Linked DNA regions of Mus musculus: region 1 is linked to region 2. Evidence: chromatin contacts called from public HiChIP or PLAC-seq data. All regions are on one chromosome and are shown on one strand. Each heading gives the region's core, a stretch centred on a gene start, on an enhancer-like site or on the middle of the called end of the contact. The rest is flanking DNA. Distances are from core to core; before and after follow the strand shown. Region 1 has its middle 390 kb from the start of Gm25833. Region 2 has its middle 140 kb from the start of Gm25833.

What was found. HiChIP or PLAC-seq counts read pairs in DNA pulled down with a chosen protein or histone mark.
Region 1: an SMC1A HiChIP or PLAC-seq map of large pre-B cells shows a contact between it and region 2, with 5 times the contacts expected there. The contact joins two enhancer-like sites. A contact is called at or near these places in 5 of 15 datasets of contacts at CTCF or cohesin (embryonic stem cells, large pre-B cells, pro-B cells and 1 more), 31 of 484 Hi-C or Micro-C datasets (the 63-12 cell line, B cells, differentiating embryonic stem cells and 8 more) and 3 of 115 datasets of contacts at active chromatin or transcription factors (embryonic stem cells and large pre-B cells).

The regions. Positions count from the first base shown.
Region 1 is chr6:68,924,905-68,928,750 of GRCm38.p6, forward strand. It overlaps Igk. Among named protein-coding and RNA genes, the nearest start is that of Gm25833, 390 kb to the left of the region's middle. Within about 2 kb of position 1,732, at least 9 of the 459 cell types and tissues checked have an H3K27ac peak or open chromatin away from gene starts, as enhancers often do. A contact at or near this core is called in pro-B cells, where this site is marked.
Region 2 is chr6:68,666,353-68,669,963 of GRCm38.p6, forward strand. It overlaps Igk. Among named protein-coding and RNA genes, the nearest start is that of Gm25833, 140 kb to the left of the region's middle. Within about 2 kb of position 2,334, at least 3 of the 459 cell types and tissues checked have an H3K27ac peak or open chromatin away from gene starts, as enhancers often do. A contact at or near this core is called in pro-B cells, where this site is marked.

The DNA.
Region 1 (3,846 bases), core at 482-2,981, 260 kb after region 2:
GATGAAACCTCAATCTCACTTGGAGAGAGAAGAAAGCAATCATAAGTGGGGAGGGAGGGAGGAACTTGGAAGGGAAAGAGGATGGGGGTGGGGGAACCTGATCTGTTATTGGGTGAGGAAAAACAACTGAAGCCCTGAGGGCCTGCAGAAAGAATGTAAACAGGCAACCTCAGCAAATAGAAGATTGGGGGGACCACCCAGACTACACTAGAGATCTGTGAGCTGAGAGACTCCCAGGTCTCACAGGGAGGGACCTTTGATGAAATGCTTAACAGTAGGGAGAGGAAACCTATAAAGCCTACCTCAGCAGAAAGACAGGACATCAAGTGAATTCCTTTGTAGATAAATATAAATACTTATCCCAAATTTTATTGAGAATAATAATCATAAACTAGCAAGAGAAAACTTATTTTGAACTTTGGTTTTGTATTTACATATGTATATGTCTGTATGCCATGTGTATATTCCAGTGTCTAGACAAAAGTGTAGAATCTCCTGAACTGCAGGCATTGCAGTACCTTGAGTGTCACCAAGTGTGAATGCTGAGGGCCACCCTTAGTTCTTCTGCATGAACTGCTAGTTCTCTTTAATCTCTAATCATCATTCACTTCAGTCTTAATAACTCTGTCTGGATGAATAATGAGTTTATCCTTGTTATTTACATAGCAATGATGCAGTATAGTCCTAAATTTGGAGAAATGCCTCAGATTCTTCCTACTAGTCTTCTATTCTATAGAGTTGTGAGCTCATAACAGAAGTCATACAAATATTGACCTAGAATGCTACCTAATACTGAAACAGTAAAAGTACTAACAGGATCAAATAACCTGAGATACAAATCAAACCAGACTCATGGGAAGTTACACAATTGTGTTGTCTCAATCCTATCTCTTTTCAGACATTCTTCTGGTTTTGTAGCAAGTTACCATACCATGTGAATGATTCTTCTATTGTTTTTTTTTTGTTATTTTTGTTTATTTTTGGGTAGGGGGGTTGGTCTATCATGTACATCTATACATGTTGATTTGCAATGAGGTACAGCTTCTCTAGCTAGGGTTTGAGACAAATCTCACAGCAACACAAATGAAGCCAAGAGTATCACTAAAAACTGAGATTTTCTAATATGTCTTGGTACATGTTCTGAATAAGAACCTTTGCTTAATAAATGTGATGAATCTTTTCTTTTGATTGTTGTGTTTTGTACCCACTATCGACAGTCAAGGTAACAGAACACTAGATTAAAGCTTTGCTTATTTTCATATCTATAATATCAGAAATATGCTATGTAACTTATATGGTGTGAGTGTATGTGTGTGTGTGTGTGTGCATGGATTTTGTCTACTTCTGTGTGTGCACATTGTTTGTGTGTGTTTGTGTGTGTTTGTGTGTGTGTGTGTGTGTGTGTGTGTGTGTGTGTGTGTGTGTGTGTGTGTGTGAAATATATATTTAAAGGAAAGGAATTATAGGAGAAGAATTGGTTTTCCCTGGATAAAGAACTTCTCAGGACATTGATAGGATAGAATTTTCTGTTATACTTCAGGCATCTTCTACGAGAGGGAACCACAAGAAGTCCTTTTCCCCTTTTTTTAGTCTCCTGTGAGGTAAAGAGGAACAAAGAACACAAATTTGAAATAAAGAGATTTTGTTGTTTGAAGAGGTCTATTCTACTGAAGGAATCTATTGGCCCTCTGGGATTGCAACAGTATTAACTGTAAGAATACAGTGTACCCTAAGGGCCACTATGCAAAACACACTATGTTAGAACTGAAAGTATGTGGTTATTAAGAAGACAACGTCTGTTTCTATTCTTCTTAACTATATCATTAGATGTGATAAATTGCACTTTCTGTGGTGCACATGACAAAATAGTTTATAATTGGAAATGAATGAATTCTAGGATCATTGTAGTGAAAAAAACTTAGAGACACAAGATCACAATAATGAGAATCGTGTTTAAGGAAGTCTGAAGAATAAAAGTCACAAACAGAAACCCTGAGACTTTATCCATCCTTTGGATAAATGAAGAAGAGTAAAAGGAATAATTTTGTTTGTCATAGTCACACTTGAACACAAATGTAGCTTTTATTAAGTATTGTAAGTTGCAGAGTGCAGACTGGAGGAGATCATATATAACGCAAAGCTTTTCTTTTAAAAAAATGTTGTATATCCAAATAGTTTTTGCATCAAAGATCATTCAGAGCCAGTTACAAACTGGTATATGCTGCCAATGTTCCACATCCTAAAGCATAACTTCCACCATACTTTTTCCTTTTAGCTAAATATTCCATTGAGTTTCATTTTTAAATCTGTTTTTCCTTAATCTCACTCCCTCCTTTTAATTTTTACAATATGTAATTTTGGTCTACAACGAATGAAATGTCTGGTGAACAGTATTCACAAGTAAATGAGTATTTGTACTGACATTTTATAACCCTAAACTCGTCATTGCATTGTAAAACTTTGTCCTTCATGGTACTTTATTGGGCCCCAAAGAATATATTATAGGTATCACTTTTTTTCTCTCTCTGGATGGGATGTGATCTCTTTTTCTAAGTGCCCGGCATGGTATTATCCACAGTACTGCAATTTAAAAAAATTGAAAAAGATGCTGAAATATAAGACAACAAAATTTTATATACTCAGCTTCTAACTTTGTGAGCTAAGTAAATCTCTTCTGTTACTAATGTGCATAACATCAGTCATTACTCTACAACCAAAAGAGAAATTTATACACAGATATAGGTCCAAAAGATATGCTGAGAAAGCATTAATTCTGTTCTTCTTATAAGTAGGATTACAGAAATCCCAGTAATATAAATAAAATAATATCAATGTCATATCCATATTCTAGTATGATTTTCTCTTCAAGGATTCAACCAATTCCTAATACAATCATAGAAGAGAACTTCTATCCAACACATAATCATTTAGGGAGAAACCAGAAGTCATAACAATGATAGTCTGTGCCTCTTTAGATATTAGGGCCCTCTTAGAATATGCTTTTGAAATGGATAAATCATTATCTTTTTAAAGAATTTGTAGTCTCTTAAACTAAATAATGCAAACTTAATATATCACATGGCATCATCTGAGAACATGTTGAGGAACTGGTGGACATACAATTCAGGCTTTACTATATGTTTTACAGCAATGACTTTTTACTATATCACTGCAAACAAACATGGTAATAGCACTGAGGCATCAACATATTTTCCGTTTATTCTTCCCATTGGTTCTGAACTGGGTTAATTGGCCTAAACTGAATTTTATACCCAGATGAGTATTTCAAACTTCCCATGTGATATGTACCAGACCCTTCAGTCTCTTTCCAATCAGAGTGTAATGATCTTGTCATTGTAAAGCTTCCTACCAGTTACTTAACAGATATCCTCCTCTTGACTTGTATGATCTTCTTTTTTTTATTATTACTTATTTTCCTCAATTACATTTCCAATGCTATTCCAAAAGTCCCCCACACCCCCCCACTCCCCTACCCACCCATTCCCATTTTTTGGCCCTGGTGTTCCCCTGTACTGGGGCATATAAAGTTTGCCTCTCCAATGGGCCTCTCTTTCCAGTGATGGTCGACTAGGCCATCTTTTGATACATAAGCAGCTAGAGTCAAGAGCTCCAGGGTACTGGTTAGTTCATAATGTTCCACCTACAGGGTTGCAGATCTCTTTAGCTCCTTGGATACTTTCTCTAGCTCCTCCATTGGGGGCCCTGTGATTCATCCAACAGTTGACTGTGAGCATCCACTTCTGTGTTTGCTAGGCCCCGGCCTAGTCTCACAAGAGACAGCTATATCACGATCTTTGCAACAAATGCTTGCTAGCGTATGCAATG
Region 2 (3,611 bases), core at 1,084-3,583:
TTGTTATACTAATTATATTATCTATAATATAAATATAATAATTATATTATCTATAATCATATTTATAACTTAATAGTATTAATATATTAATATAATATATGCATATGATATATGATAATATGTGTGTAAGTATATGGAACAAGTGATAATATATACACACATATATACATGATTATGTGTTGATACATATACATGCATGTATATACATACATATATATATACACAAATACCATATATACATACACATATACACACTATATAGAGTGTGTATATGTGATAGAAAAGAGAGAGACAGAGATAGAGACACACACACAACACACACACACACACACACACACACAGAGAGAGAGAGAGAGAGAGAGAGAGAGAGAGAGAGAGAGAGAGAGAGAGAGAGAGAGAAATTCCTCAATTTATCAAATGGCAGCTTACCATGCACTGCAGGAAGATTCAATGAAACATTAAATGCCATTGATGCTATTAAGGATTATGAGAACTGTAGGCTTTCTCTGTGGTTAGGAGTGCCAGTCTGTTCTTTGCTGGGCAGTCTGTTTTAGCTTGTGACACACACATCACTGGATATTTATCAGTTGAGCTCTCCCTTAAATCACTGGCTGTTTCCCATTTTGTAATCTGCCAGGAGCCATCGAGGAGAAGCTAAAAACTAGCAGATGATCTTCCTGAGATTGTTCTACCATGGATTGTAAAGTTATTGATGTATTTGCTCCTCTCAGCAAGGCTGATGATATCACATTTTAGGAAAAATTCCTGATATTATTAGTAATATATATATATATGGATAGTGATGAATCAGAGGGAAAACTCAGAGGAGAAATCTGACTCAGAAAAGAAAGTAAAAAAATATCATAAACTTAACTAGCCTACCATGCCTCATTTAAATATAATTCATTCCACAATACCCTGCCACTAGGCTTCAGGTTTTAATTGCCTATGCCAGTAGATTTTAACCCTCAAAATGAGCAAGAAAGTTTTTAGGACTTTTTAAAAGTTATCAAAAAGCATTTAATGTTGTTAGAGAGCTACAATATCTGGCATTTAAAAACCATAAGTTTTTGAAGTTACACCTATGTCTTTCCATGTGTCTGGTTCAACCCATTCCAGGCTGGGAGGCCCCCACAGTAATCTATATTCTTTCAGAATCTTGTTATTCAGCTTTCTTTCTTTGAAAAGACACAGTTAATTCATTTTAAAGACAAGTATATTTACCTGCATGGATATGTAATAACGTGTATAAGTGGTATCCAAAGAGGTCTGAATAATACACAGATGCCCTAGAAGTAGAATTATAGATGGTTATAATCTACTCAGGTGAGTTCTGGGAATTAAACATAAGTTCTCAGCATGAGTAGATAAAGGTCTTAACAGCACAGTCATCTTTCTAGCTATTTCTAAATCTTTTCTACAATTTCCAGTGCTTTCTCCTTTTTCCTTCTAGGGTTAATTACTCCTGGTCATTAATAATGTCACACTTCAGAAACTCTCTCTCTCTCTCTCTCTCTCTCTCTCTCTCTCTCTCTCTCTCTCTCTGGTTCGTTTTTATGTTATTTTATTAGATATATTATTTATTTATATTTCAAATGTTATCCTGAAAGGTCCCTATATCGCCCCCCAGCCCTGTTCCCCTACCCACCCACTCCCACTTCTTGACCCTTGTGTTCCCCTGTACTGGGGCATATAAAGTTTGCAAGACCTAGGGGCCTCTCTTCCCAATGATGGCTGAGTAGGCCATCTTCTGCTACATATGCAGCTAGAGACACGAGCTCTGGGGGGTACTGGTTAGTTCACATTGTTGTTCCACCTATAGGGTTGCATACCCCTTTAGCTCCTTGGGTATTTTCTCTAGCTCCTCCATTGGGGGCCCTGTGTTCCATCCAATAGCTGACTGTGAGCATCCACTTCTGTATTTGCCAGGCTCTGGCATAGCCTCATAGGAGATAGCTATATCTGCCCCTGAAAATCCTCTTAACATATTTTGGCCCACTAACAATGTATATAAAATTGAAAATAATAGCACGTCTTTTGGTGCATACTTCTTTAGTTTTCAAGGGATCCTTGATCCCTTGCTATGGTGTTCTCATCGTTATATTAATTTTATTTTAATTAGCAAATCCTCTAGGCTATCAATCTTGGAATTTGTCAAGTAATTTTTCTTCATGTACTGCCAAACTTTCCTTCAGAAAGGGAAAGGGGACAGTTTCTGTGGAGAGCCGCAATAACATTTGCCGTCACAAGATGGCGCCAGATTCCGCTGTGCCAGCTCGGCCTTTGGAGACAAACTGTGCACATGTGCAGGAGTAATGCGGGCCAAAGTCACAAGCCCACCCCCAGGGCCTATGAGATCGTGGGTAAGCAACCAGTCAGGCATGGACACGCCACACCAGGGGGTATTTAAGCAGCGCCTTTCTGAGGCTTCTTTGTCTTCCTCATCAATATGCAATAAAGTTTGGCTGCAGAAGGATCCTTGTGTCCCTTGTGCGTTCTTGCTAGCGAGAACAATAGCTCGGGACAAGTTTCTTCTGTCTTATATACTATCACTCAAGTTTTGTTTTTTAATTCTAACCATTTTGCCAATGTTTACACGATTTATGTAAATGAAAAGAGACTACTGTTACATTGGTGCATAAGAGAATGATTTCCTCAAACAATTCCCTGACAATTTTGTTTATATGATTGTTGAAGGCATTTCTATAACAGATTGCTTCATAACATGAGACTTTTTATAAATAATTATTATTTTGATGAATGTAAGGTAACATAATAGGGATGTTTTGGTATATATAATTTGATAAGTATAATTTACCATATTAAAAACTAAAAGAAAAAAAGCTTACATAAACATCTCAGTAAATGTACTAAGTAAGATCTTTCGCAAAATTCCAACAATCTTTCATGATACAAGTCCTAGTGATATTACGAACACAACGGACATATGTCAACCCAATAAAGATAGATTTCAACAAGCTTAGAGCCAACATCAGGAGAAACTCAAAGGAATTCAACTAAAATCAGGAACAGGACAAGATTGTATTCTATCTCCAAGTCTATTTAATACAGTACTTGAAATGTTTTAGAGAGCAATAAGAGAACTTAAGAAGAACAAATATACAAATTGGACAGAAGTCTAAGTATCTTTACTAAGTATATATATATATATATATATATATATATATATATATATATATATATATATCTCCACTGGAAAAGAGAGTAAATAAAAACTTTCAGCAAAGTATCTGGCTACAAAATTTTATTACAACAGTTTTACCCCTATACACAAATGACTGAGAAAGAAATAAAGGAAACAACAGTGTTTAGAATAGCCTCAAATAATATAAAATATCTTGGGGTAACTTTAACCAAGGAAGTAAAAGAAATATAATGTAAAATTAAAAATCTTTTATACTTTAAAGAAAGAAATTCTTAATGATTTCCAAAGATAGAATGATCCCCTATCCTCTTGGATCAGTAGGACTAATATATTTAAAATGGAGATCCTACTAATATCAATCTGTAGATTCCATGACTTCTTTATCAAATTTCAATACAACTCTTTACAAATCTTTAAAAAAAAACCCTATCTTTAACTTCGTATA